Linked DNA regions of Mus musculus: all the other regions are linked to region 3. Evidence: chromatin contacts called from public targeted proximity ligation data. All regions are on one chromosome and are shown on one strand. The core of a region is the stretch at or near the end of the contact, and the rest is flanking DNA. Distances in the headings are between cores, read along the strand shown. Region 1 overlaps Osbp (oxysterol binding protein). Region 2 holds the start of Eml3 (echinoderm microtubule associated protein like 3). Region 3 holds the start of Tmem216 (transmembrane protein 216).

Region 1 (4,342 bases), core at 1,249-3,748, 1.4 Mb after region 3:
TTCAGCCAGGACCAACCCTCAGAGCTCCGCCTGCCTCTGTCGCCTGCCTCTGTCACCTGCCTCTGTCGCCTGAGTGCTGGGATTAAAATTGTGTGCCACCACACCTAGCCACCGTTGCTAGTTGTGAAATTGAGTTGTTTTGTTGAGTTTTGAGAGTTTTATATTTGGTCTGGGTATCGTTTTCTTATCAAAAATAGGATTTTCAAATACTTTCTCTCATTCTGTGAGTTGCCTTTTTACTCCATAGTATTGCCCTTTGATGTACAAACTTTTTAATTTCCAAAAGACCATTTTGTCCTTTTTTTTTTCCCCCTTGTTTTTATTGTTGCCTATACTTTTGGTGTCATTTCCTAAGTCATTACTAATCTAATGTCTTGAAGCTTTTGCCCTCAGGGTTTCTCTGTGTAGCCCTGGCTGTCCTGGAACTCACTCTGTAGACCAGGCTGACCTCAAACTCAGAGATTCATCTGTTACTGCCTCCCAAGTGCTAGGATCAAAGGTGTGCACTCTTGGCCACTCTTGGCCTCTTTTTAGTTTTCTATACTTTGGTGCATTTGAAATCTTCTCTTCTCTTACCCATCTTGTCTACATAGATAAGTCGCCAGGCTCAGCTAATCCTGCCTTTGATGTTGTAAATCTCTTCCACTGTAGTACTGTCACAACTCCATTTTAAACTCACAGTAGTCTAGTTCCAATCCTGAAGCTTCCTTATCGCTGCTTCCTTCCCCACTCCTGCTGTTACGACCCATAGGTAGTGGGTTGTGTGCTCAGACAGCTGATTACCAGTCTTGACTGCAAATACACATTCCTTCCACAGTGCAGTGTTCGTTTCCTGATGATGGGGCACATTTGCCTTCTTTCTCTAATTTTGAAATTGGTATTATAAAATACAGGTTCCTAGCTAAGATGTATCAGTTGTTATTACCTGACATCATCTAGTTATATTTTATTCATATACTTAAAATCAAGTAAGCAAAAGTAAACCCAACAGTTAAAACATTTAAGAAGGGCCTGGAGAGATGGCTCAGCGGTTAAGAGCACTGACTGCTCTTCCAGGCGTTCTGAGTTCAAATCCCAGCAACCACATGGTGGCTCACAACCATCTGTAATGGGATCAGATTTCCTCTTCTGGTATGTCTTAAGACAGCTAAGGTGTACTCATATAAATAAAATAAATCTTTTTATAAAAAATTAAGAAAGTTGTGCTTTAATTTTTTTTGACTTGCTGTTTTCTTTTTAAAGTAACAGATATTAATAGAAGGACATCGGTCTTCTTTCTAGTGTGTATGATAGTGTTTTTCTGATACCTTGCTGTATACTTTTGCTTCTAGGTACTATCCACTGCATTTTCCACTCAACTGGGCACCATTACACTTGGAAAAAAGTTACCACAACAGTACACAACATTATTGTGGGCAAGTTGTGGATAGATCAGGTGAGCAAAGGTACCCAAAGTTCCTCTGAAGTTCAGAGCATGTTTGCTGTATTTAGGACACAGGAACTTGTCCCAGACTGTTTTTACTGGATCGCCAGTCTCTCCTAAGGCTTGTCTCTTGGGCAGTAGTCCTACTTCCATAAAGTTCTAACTATAAATTATTATTTATGAATGATCAAATTATAACTTCTACCAAGGATGAGTAGGACTCTGTTGGGCAATATAAAGGACATAAGACATAGCTACATGGCCCCAGCTTTTATTGCTTTTAATCCTAAGTACTAGGGTTGCAAAGTCAGAGAACACTTTCCAGGAGTTATTGAGACATTGGAGAAATGTGACATGTGTAAGTTGAAAAGTGTAACAAAATACCGAAGGACAGGAGATATGCTGAGAGATTTTCCTATTAAGTGTTAGCTTTGAGGTGAGACTGGTTTAACTGCATTCAGAAAAGAGGGAACACTGTCTTCTGGAAAAGGGCTTCATGGAAGATGTGGAGTTAAGCTGAATCTTTGAAAGGTAGAAAGGAGAGAAAAATGAAATCTATAGGAAGAACTTTGAAACTGTAATTGTGGTAAGCAAAGGAATTCTAGAAGGGTCCCAGTGAGGGACTTGTTCAGGAGGTAGTTTATGTGTGCATTTCAGTGTGCAGGTCAAGCCATGTTACCAACATGTGACACACAAAAGGAATGCTCATGTAAAACTCAGGTCAGTCTTCATAAAACTAACCCATGATTCTTCTCACTTTACAGTCTGGTGAGATTGACATTGTAAATCACAAGACAGGAGACAAGTGTAATCTTAAATTTGTTCCTTATAGCTACTTCTCTCGGGATGTAGCAAGAAAGGTAAGAGAGGTTGAAATGTAAATTTTTTTATTTAATGTGCATGCGCGCGCGTGTGTGTGTGTGTGTGTGTGTGTGTGTGTGTGTGTGTGGAGAGAGAGAGAGAGAGAGAGAGAGAGAGAGAGAGAGGGGTAGAAAGTCATGTGTCCTTAGTACGCAGATCCAAAAAGTAGACTTAAAGGAGAGAACTAGAACAGGAACCGGATACATTACTGAACCACTTTCTTCTGACCATGAGGAAGTGAAAGAGAAGCACAAGGGCTGAGAGATGGCTCAGTGGCTAAGAGCACTAGTGTTCTGCCAGAGGATCTGAGCTGAATTCCCAGCACCCATATCTGGTACTTCACAGATGCTGGTAACTCACTCCAGGGGATCTGATATTCACTTCTGGCTTCCAAAGACACTTAGATACATGTGGCTGGTGCTCGTTCTCTCTTTCTCTCTTTCTCTCTCTCTCTCGGCACACATACCTACCTAAATAAAAATAAATAAATTTATTTTAAAAATAAAGACAAGCAGGGCTGAGAGATGGCTCAGTGGTTAAGAGCACTGTCTGCTCTTCCAGAGGTCCTGAGTTCAATTCCCATCAACCACATGGTGGCTCACAACCATCTGTAATGATATCTTACACCCTTTTCTGGTGTATCTGAAGACTGCAACAATGTACTCAGATACATAAAATAAATAATTCTTTAAAAAAAAAAATGAAGACAAGCAAAGTAGGAAAGTGAAGGTGGGAACGGAGAGGAGAGGAAGGTGTAGACAGTAGGACCTCTGACATGCAGAGGAGAGATGTGTGCTCCACCACAGGTGGTTCATGTCACAGAATTTCAAGTAGGAATGAAGACTAGCCAGGCATGGTGGTGCATGCCTTTAATCCCAGCACTCACAAGGTAGAGACAGGAGGATCTCTGAGTTTGAGGCCATCCTGGTCTACAGAGTGAGTTCCAGGACAGCCAAGGCTACATAGAGCAATAAAAAAGAAAAGGTGAAGGGTAGTTGGAGATTCAGATGTGTTTGTGAACTTGTGTAACTTCTAGAATAATTCTAAGTGTCAGGTGTTTTTTTCTGCTTTTACATCCTTTACATCAGAAATTCCTATGCAATAAAAAACTTTGATCATAATTCATTGGTCTTGTTTCAAATAGTATTTAAAAATGAGTAGCAATAAGTGTGGCTAACTCCATAACGTTTATGATAACTGGATTTAACCAGTAATTACTTTAGAACTTTTTCTAGATTAGTCAGGTAAGCCACCCCACGGTGTCGCTCTGCTCTAAAGCTGTGTTCTCCATCCTTATAGGTGACAGGTGAAGTGACAGACCCATCAGGAAAAGTTCACTTTGCCCTCCTGGGGACATGGGATGAGAAAATGGATTGTTTCAAAGTACAGGCAGCCTCCGGGGAGAATGGGGGTGATGCTCGGCAGAGAGGCCATGAAGCAGAAGACAGCAGGGTCATGCTGTGGAAGAGGAACCCATTACCGTGAGTGTGGCATCCCAGCTTCCTTTGCCTTTAACTCTAGCATGGTACGTCAGCATTCTGCCTGCATTCTTCATGGCTACCTGTGGGAATGACCGGGGGGATGAGAACCTTTGAAAGAGACTGTTCCAAGACTATCTCACCAACCATATGCCAAATTAGATTTCTCCTTTCTAAAGTTTCACTGAATCAGAGGAATCCCTATAGTTTAGTTAAAGTTCTATTGTTGAGACAGGGTCTTACATAGTCCAGGCTGGTCTCTCTGTGTACCTGAGGCTCTCTTTGAAGTGCTGATCTGATTCTTCTACTCGTACCTTCCAAGTACTGGGTTACAGGCAGGTACCACCAGCATTCTCAATTCAGAGCAGAGCTTTTCAAAAGCAACTGGAGAGAAAGGTGCTTTTCACCGGCTAACAATTTCCCCTACAGACCCTAGAGATAAAGCCCAGAGCTTGGAAACAAGTGCAGGTCATCATCGTATATACTTACTGCGTCTCCAGAAGTAGCCAGACCTTCCCAGGCCGAGGTCTAAACAGAAGCCCAGGCAACAGAGTGAGCAGCTCTAGAGCTCGCTCTTCCT
Region 2 (3,873 bases), core at 459-2,958, 1.6 Mb before region 3:
ATAAGGTGACAGCCAGAATACTTCCCAGTGTGCCTGATAAACCCTGCAGGTGTTCCAGCAGCACTTCATGGCACCCTTGGGCCCAGAGGTTTAGGTTGGGCTGCCGAGGATCGAAGAGTGGATGGGCATAGGGGTCCGAGAGTTGGCTTTGCAGGCAAGGCCGGGGTGAGTGGGGATTACAACAGGAGAAGGGGACGCCATCAATCAGATATAAGCCTTCCACATTGCTCTGGATCCGGCTGCAAAGGCATAGACAAGATAGTCATGAGGCGGCAGAGAGGAGCATCTGAGAGCAGGGGCAGTTGAGAACAATGATTATACAACATTTACTGAGTTCTTCACTATTCAAGCTTGCATAATTCATTTATCTCCACAACTCTGTAAGATAGGAGTCTGTCTGGAAGATAAAGACGGGCATAGTTATCTCCATTTTACAGATGAGGAATGGGCCCACAGCGGTTTAGCAACATGCCCTGGGCTGATAAATAGAATTATAACCCAGCCTCTCAGCCACCGTGCTCTATTTATCGCACGTCCAGGTAAGAATCTCAAGGCTAAGGAGGAAGAGGAAGACAAAAGAAGCAAATCAGTCACTTACTCAACTACATCTTGGTCACTGGGGTCCAAGTAACGGTTGCTGACCCACTGAACACCAAACCAATCCTTGTAGCCATGGCGCCCGCAGCAATGGTACCTCAACTGCAACTCATCCATCAGACGTTTGGCCTGACAGCGTCCAGGCACCTCTGTGTCCTTGTAGTGAGCCAAGGCAGCCTCCAGGCCCTCCTCCAGTCCCTGGTTGAGACTTACTGGCAAAGCCAGGGCTAGCCCCAGGGCAAGGGTCAGCAGCCCCCCACCTGCAGCTGTGCCAACCGCTAGCAGTGGAGTCAAGACCCCTCTCCAGGGGGGGTATTGAGCTGCATCCAGACTTGCCCGGCTGGCTCCTGCGCCTCCTAGCCCTGTGCCTAGAGCCACCGTTCCCGCTGCCAGGGCAGTCTGGGGCAGAGCAGGGAATGAACAAGAGGGTGCCAGGAAGGTGCCAAGGTGCCCCAGCTGTACCAGAAGGTGCCCGCTACAAAGGAGGGTGAGGCCACCGACCAATGCCAGCAGCCAGGAGAGGAGCCAGATGCCCTGTGCCAAACGGATACGGGGTTGGAGGGGCAGCACCACGGGCAGCACCGGCGCCATCTCCCATCTCTGCCCAAGGGAGTGAGAAGCCGTCGGGGCTTGGGGTTGGCTAGGGCAGGCAGGATGCTGAGTCAGCCCAGCCTGGCTTCAACAGGGCTAATGCCACCCTGACCCCAATACCCTGGACATCCTTCCACTCTAGCCTTAATAACCCTCTGCAGGCTCCGATTCAGGATGCTTCTTAGCCTTGCCCTTTAGGAAAGGCCCCGCCCCCGGGCTTAAGGCCCATTTCGTGACCCCGCCCTGCCCTTTCGCGGAAGTGAGTTTGGTACGCTGGGCTTCAGGCTTAAGAGACCCAGATCTCAAGCTCTACGTCCCCTCCCAGGTCCTCTGGGAGCCTGCGGGCCGGAAGCCGGGCAAGAGCCTGGCGGGGTGAAGGGTCAGCCGTGTGTCCCCGCCTCCGGCCTGAGCCTCGGGTCCCGGACAGGGAAGGGTTACCTGGCGGCCCGCCCCCCCCCTCCGGCCCGCCTCCCTCCCGCGCTTGCTGGCGACTCCGTGTCCCGCGCCTGTTTGTGCTGCAGCGCAGGGGCTCCGGACGGCCCGTCACCGCACCCCGGGAGCCTAACCCCGAGAGAGTAAAAGAACCGGTTCCACAGCGCCCCCCTCTAACTCCTGACCCCCACGCTCGTCAGCGCCCCCGAGGGGTGGCACGGCTCCCCTCCGCGCGCGCTCGAGTGCTTCCTTCCCCTCTCCCTAGCCATGGCCCCCGCGGCTTAGACGCCTCCGACGACGCTGCTCGGAGCAACGCGGGGGCCGGATGGACGGGGCTGCGGGGCCCGGTGAGTACGGGGCGGGGCGGCCGGCGTGGCCTGGATTCCCTGAGCGCCAGCCGGACGGGCACTGCTAGTGCTGGACCGCTGTCTAGTGGCGTGCTCGCGTGCTCCTGCGCCTCGGGGGCTCTGAGCATCCTCCTCAGTTCTTCAGGTCGTCCAATTCTAGTTCCTAGGAACCCGCTACAGTCATTTTGGACTTCCTTAATGCCATTCTACTCCTTGGTTCCCTGTGCCCCTCTGAGTTTCCCTGACCACTGTGTCACACTGGGCCTCTTCCCCGGGAATTCCGGGTCTTCTTATTTCGGACTTCTACCCTTACCTTGGGATGTACACTGTAACAGCTCTCCACTGATATGCTGTACAGTCACCGGATTGTGTGCCTTACACCCCGGCCTCTCAGTCTGACTTTACTGTCCAGTTCACTTTCCTGTGTCTCTAGCTTGTTGGCTGTGTTTGCATTTGTAGAGACTTGCGCTTGCTGGTGGGGTGAGAGGGCTGCGTGCGGTTCCACACCAGTATTGCTCCTGTGTCTCTCTCTGGCTCCCACGTACCTCGGCAGTATTCCATGTTTCCCCCCCCCCTGGTATTCCATAATACTTTGTCTCTGTGGAGGCTGAGACAGCAGCAGGAAGAGTTTTGCCAGGCTCATTGCCTGTCCTGCTAGGAGGAGGCACTTTGGCCCCCTACCATCTCTGTCCACCTCCTCGCCGCTGGATGAGCTTTCGAGTTTTAGACTACTCGAAAGGGTTAGCTCTATTGAATGGTTGCATTGTAACATTGGGTGGGAGGACAAAACCAGCTCTGCCCTCCAGGTAGTGGCACTTTTCTGAGTGCTTCTTGCCCCTTTCCCAGGTGAGGGCCCTGCTCATGAGACCCTGCAGACCCTGAGCCAGCGACTTCGGGTGCAGGAAGAAGAGATGGAACTGGTAAAAGCGGCTTTAGCAGAAGCCCTTCGCCTGCTGCGGCTGCATGGCTCCACCACAACCCTGCAGGGCTCTGGCATATCAGCCCCGACAAGGAACAGGTATATATGCTAGCACACTCATTCTGCCTTCCTGGGAACTTTGGGGCATCAGGTTAATTTGCTGTCTCCTCAGCAGCATCACAGTCCCTCCAGGACTGCCACCTACATGCAGCCCTTCCTTGGTGACCAGAGGCACCCAAACGGAAGAAGAATTGGAGATTGTTCCATCCTCTGGACCCCCTGGCCTGAGCAATGGTCCTCCAGCTCTTCAGGGGGGCAGTGAAGAACCTAGTGGGACCCAGTCTGAAGGAGGGTGCAGCAGCAGCAGTGGGGCAGGCTCCCCTGGCCCCCCAGGAATCCTCAGGCCGGTGCAGCCTCTTCAGCGTTCTGACACGTAGGTATCCTGTGGTGGTAGCTAGGATGGATGGGAAATCTGAGAAACAGGCTTGATTTTTCACTTTTTCATTCTGTCCCACCAGGCCCCGAAGAAATTCTTCCTCCTCCTCCTCCCCCTCAGAGCGGCCCAGGCAGAAACTCTCCAGGAAGGCAGCTTCCTCAGCTAACCTGCTATTGCGGTCAGGGAGCACAGAGAGGTGGGTAAGCCTCACCTTCCTCCTTTAACTTGCTGTATCCCAGGCTTAGCTTCTTGACTTTCTCCATTCCTGGGTGGGGTAGGTGACCTCATTACCCAACAGGAAGAAAGAAACAAAGCATTCCTTGGGACTCCTGCAATGTTTGGGGCCCTGTGCTGCAGCTCTCCTCCATGTCATTCAGGCCCTGTAACATCTTTGGTGACTAGGTGGTCTCTCATGTTTTCTGTTGCACAGGTGAAGCAGGCTCAGAGAGGGCAGTCAGTTGCCTCAGGTCACAGAGTCAAGCTCTGGACCCGATTTTTCCTGATTCTGGTTCTGCTGACATTTTCATACCACAACATACCTTCCAAAATTC
Region 3 (4,350 bases), core at 818-3,317:
TAAAATAATGACTTTTAATTAAAAAATATGTATATCACAAGCCAAATATGGATACTGTACTGTATAAATCTTTCTGACTAATGCCAATATATAAAAAAAAATTTTTTTACCTTATTTTTCTTGCTTTTCTTTACTAGGTTTGAGCACATTGGCAAGTGTTGTTATTGTTTTGGTGTTTTGTTTTATTTTTTTAGCTAGGATCTATTTAAGATCTATTTAACTACGCATCCCTGTCTGCACTGGAATTCATTATGTCTAATTGAATGCATAGCCATCCCCTTGTCTCTGCCAGAGGGTACTGGGATTAAAGGCATGTGCCACCATGCTCACCTTAGCAAGGTTTTTGGTCCTCTATAATGACTTTTGTGAATTGACTGTTAGTATCCCTTACCATTCTCTCCCTTAGGTTTGTATTTTCGCACTAGGATGATATATTCTAAGTAATCAGCAGTTTTGCTCTGTTCTCTGGTGTCTAGGAACTTCTAGAGAAATCCTTGTTTAGAGAAGCGGAGGGGATCTTGAGCTCTTTAGGAATGTACTGCTTTCCTCTCTCAGAGCAAGGAGAAGACGCAGGCACTCTTGTGGCACTCAGGCAGCTGGGAGGACTGGTCTAAGATCAGTGCTACTGCCCGCTTCTAGCCTCACTCACAAACACACAGGTAAACCTTGACCTAGAATATGAAGCGGCAGCTTGAAGCCTCAGGGAAGAAGCAATGGTATATACATTACCAGATCCACTCTGATAGTGAGCCTAGGTTCTTTGTCTTGTTAATCAAGTTACAGGCTCCAGCATGTCTCATAAGCAATGGAAATATTTTCTGAACAACACTCACCGAAAAACAATCGTATGACTTCAATGCCAAGATAGAGCAGCAGCATCACCACATCCAGGACTAAGTTGGCTGTTGGGTACGGCAACAGGAGCCCTACAGGAGGGAAAGCCAGAGTATGCACACACCACCTAGCTAACGGTCAGCCCCACGGCCCCACAAGGATGGACGGCCACAAACCCGGGACAAGGATACCAACCAGTCTTAACATCTCACAAATCAGCAAGGTATAGATTGTTACAGCTACAGGCTTTAAGTTTCCAAGTCCTGACTCTGCCAAATGACTGAATTATAATGGTACACAGATCTGAATATTTTAGTAAAGAGAGATGGGGAAAGAGTTGGGATGGAGAAACCCACATTTCTCAAACTCAAGTCTTGCTGAAAGACATCCTATTTGATCATTCTAAAGCCATTAGTTGGAGAGACTTCTGCCTTGCAATGGAGATGCCGCTAGGACCAGAAGATAGAAGGTTCTTGGAGTATGCTAAAGTGGAAAAGGGTTGCTGGGGCAGAGGCAGATAGGCCCAGGCTTACCTTTGTACAGGAAAATAAGGAGCTCCAGCAGGAAATAGGTAGCATAGTACCACCCATTCAGAAAGAACAGGACTTCCAGGGGGGTTGAGGACAATCTTTTATCTGAAAGAAAGCAAAACAAAGAATGGGCAGGGCAGCTAGAGCTCTACTCTGTTCTGTGTGAAGGTTCTTTGTAATCCGGAGAAATCACAAGATTATTGTGAATGAGGGAGAAACTTCTGATTGCTAATGACGTGAGTGTTGGTGTGGCAGGAACTGCCTTCAATCTCCTTTCTCAGGAATCACTTTGACATCTACTTCTCTGACAATTCAGCTATAATCACAGCTGAGAGGCACCTCAAATATTCAACCCTGTCACTTCTGAGGGGGAAATTGAGGCACAGAAACTAATTCTGTCCAAGGCGGGAGGATTCATAACTGAGCCATCCCAGAATAGGGCCAGCCGGGGATTTTTAAGAGTACGGTATTCGAGTACCCATGCAGGCACTCGGGGTGATCAGAACAACCCAAGCCCGATTTAGACAAGTGAAGAGTAAGACCCCGACTTTTAGAAATGGAGGATTAGGTCGAGCTCTGGAGACAGAGAGGTGGAGGGGGCTGGCAGGTACCCGTGGGATAAGGGGCAGAGACACACACCTCCAGAGTCTCACCTCGCGGCGCCATGTTCAGTCCCCATGGAAACTGCGTACACTGCAGCGCCCGGAGCAATGCGGCGCTGCCGGAAGCGCGGCACCGAGCCGCCCGGTCTTCTGGCCGCTCTGCCTGCCGGTGCTACTCTATGGTTACCCCACCGGCCGCGCCCATGCACAGAACAGCGCCAGCCGTCAACCACCTACAGTGGTCTAGGGGGAGGATGGGGTTTTAAACGACGGCAGAGAGACCAGAACACTTCTCCAGCTGAACTCTCTCCATCCCCGGCGTCATGGCGTAGGTCGTTAGTGGCCCGGTGTGGCCGAGTAGTTGGAGGATCGGCCCTGCGCCCACCATTCTCTTTTCTACTGCATGTGTTTTTTTTAAAAACACCCCATGCCACTGTCGTGCAAAAGGCTTACCTGGAGCCTATGTAAACACCAAAACCGTTGAAGATAGAATGTCCTTTCTAGGAGTACAAGGGAAAACAGCGGTGCTATAATGAGATTCTCCTGCGACCCAAAGAGTGCAAGGGTGTTGAAAGGAGACAGCGTCTGGCCAGTTGGAAATTGAGAAATGTTTCCAACAAGCTTGCGCTATGAACGAACCCTGGCCGCAATTTGAAGCAAGAGCGTGTTGTTGCAGGCAGGGGGTGAAAGAGTAAGATTTCTGAAAAGACTCCAGCTGTCAGCCCTTAGAGTATGGCAGTCAGTCAACAAATAACGGGAGAGAGTAAGTAACCTGTAATGAAAGTGCTATTTCCCTACCTAGTAGGAGTGTGGATAAAGGCAGTAATTGTTGCTTCTCAAAGCAGGTCCTCACTCCGGGAGAATAATTTAAGTAGAAGCCTCCCTCCATCACTCCCCACCTCCACCTCTGCTCTCCTTCCTCCTTCACTTCTGCTTGTGCCTTCCACTGCCTTATTCAGGTCTGGTTTAGTTTGGCTAGACAGGTCTCCTATGTAGGCTAGGCAGGCCTCAAATTCTCCTGCCTCTGCTTCCCGTCCAGTACAGGGGTTTCAAGTGGGTGTCACAATGTTCTGGCAGGTCTTAAATGGAATTCTAAGTTCCCACTAAAGGACCACGGCAAGGTGAGGTGATGGAGAAAGCCCTGGTCCCTGCACCCCATCTGAACTACCTTCATACACACCCCTGCTCTGAGTCTCAGAGGAAAGGAGGGTGGACCAGTTGCTTGTTTTTGTAAATTATGGGTCTTAAATCACTCTGCCTAAACATTTTGATATTGTATACACATATAGTTCTCATGCTACAGTGAAAAGTTTACCCATTGTCAACAGAGATGATATAATCTATAGCCTTAATATCACCTGGTTGGTTAAGAAAATGATGCTGTTTCATGTCAGGATGCCACAACAGCATAGGTACCAAAAGTGGACACAGACTAAGTCAGTAACCTGCAGGAACCTTAGAATATGCAGCTGGGTCTCCTGCCCTCTGGGGTCTAACCCAAAGCTTGGGGCTGCTAAGCAAACACTCCCCACTGGGCTTTATCTATAGCCGTGCTCTTACACACTTTTCTTTAGTAAGCCACAAATAAAACTCAGCCCCAGGCTGGAGAGACGGCTCAGTGGTTAAGAGCACTGACTGCTCTTCCTGAGGTCCTGAGTTCAATTCCCAGAAACCACATGGTGGCTCACAACTATCTGTGATAGGATCTGATGGCCTCTTCTGGTGTGTCTGAAGACAGCTACAGTGTACTCACATACATAAATAAATAAATCTTAAAAAAAAAAAAAAAGAAAAAGAAAAACAAAACTGAGCCCTCTACCTCTACAGAGGAAGAAAATTTCACTGTGGTAATTTGACCTACTTAATTGCCTAAGTACTCAATATCAAGGCCTCTCAGGGCCATGCACCATTGACTAGAAGTACAAGGGCTTTTAGGACCCAAGGCAAATTTATTCCACTCCATTGATCTTGCTAAATTAACACATTATGATGGCTATTCTTGGTTTTCAACTCGATCACATCTGTAATTGACTAAAACTCAAAAGGCCTCGGATTTTTTTTTTCTTCATTAAATCATTTGAAGTGAGAAGATCCACTTATTTTTTCCCATTTTTTTTGAGATTATAATATAATGACATCATTTCTTCCTTTTCCTCCTCCAAGCCATCCAATATACCCCTCTCTTTGCTCTTTCAAATTCATGGCTTCTTTCTTTCTCTCTTTCTTTCTTTCTTTCTTTCTTTCTTTCTTTCTTTCTTTTTATTTTTTTTTAAGATTTATTTTTTTAAAGATTTATTTATTTATTATATGTAAGTACACTGTAGCTGTCTTCAGACACTCCAGAAGAGGGCGCCAGATCTCATTACAGATGGTTGTGAGCCACC

The links.
Region 1: a targeted proximity ligation map of microglia shows a contact between it and region 3, with 4 times the contacts expected there. A contact is called at or near these places in 6 of 39 promoter capture datasets (the 3T3-L1 cell line, the C10 cell line, hippocampal neurons and 2 more), 2 of 130 datasets of targeted methods (microglia and pancreatic cancer cells) and 1 of 9 other capture datasets (liver).
Region 2: a contact with region 3 is called in a targeted proximity ligation map of pancreatic cancer cells. A contact is called at or near these places in 3 of 39 promoter capture datasets (hippocampal neurons, liver and second pharyngeal arch cranial neural crest), 2 of 130 datasets of targeted methods (extraembryonic endoderm stem cells and pancreatic cancer cells) and 2 of 9 other capture datasets (adipose tissue and liver).

The regions. Positions count from the first base shown.
Region 1 is chr19:11,987,018-11,991,359 of GRCm38.p6, forward strand. It overlaps Osbp (oxysterol binding protein), which reads left to right. Exons shown (of 14, transcript NM_001033174.1): 10 at 1,332-1,435; 11 at 2,188-2,283; 12 at 3,584-3,765. Among named protein-coding and RNA genes, the nearest start is that of n-TFgaa6, 13 kb to the right of the region's middle.
Region 2 is chr19:8,927,986-8,931,858 of GRCm38.p6, forward strand. Eml3 (echinoderm microtubule associated protein like 3) reads left to right here and starts at 1,709. Exons shown (of 22, transcript NM_144872.1): 1 at 1,709-1,967; 2 at 2,814-2,985; 3 at 3,059-3,319; 4 at 3,405-3,518. The coding sequence starts at 1,946. It overlaps Rom1 (rod outer segment membrane protein 1), which reads right to left and starts at 1,371. Exons shown (of 3, transcript NM_009073.4): 1 at 599-1,371; 2 at 1-239. The coding sequence starts at 1,188.
Region 3 is chr19:10,553,696-10,558,045 of GRCm38.p6, forward strand. It overlaps Tmem216 (transmembrane protein 216), which reads right to left and starts at 2,068. Exons shown (of 5, transcript NM_001277860.1): 1 at 2,018-2,068; 2 at 1,368-1,469; 3 at 834-926. The coding sequence starts at 2,030.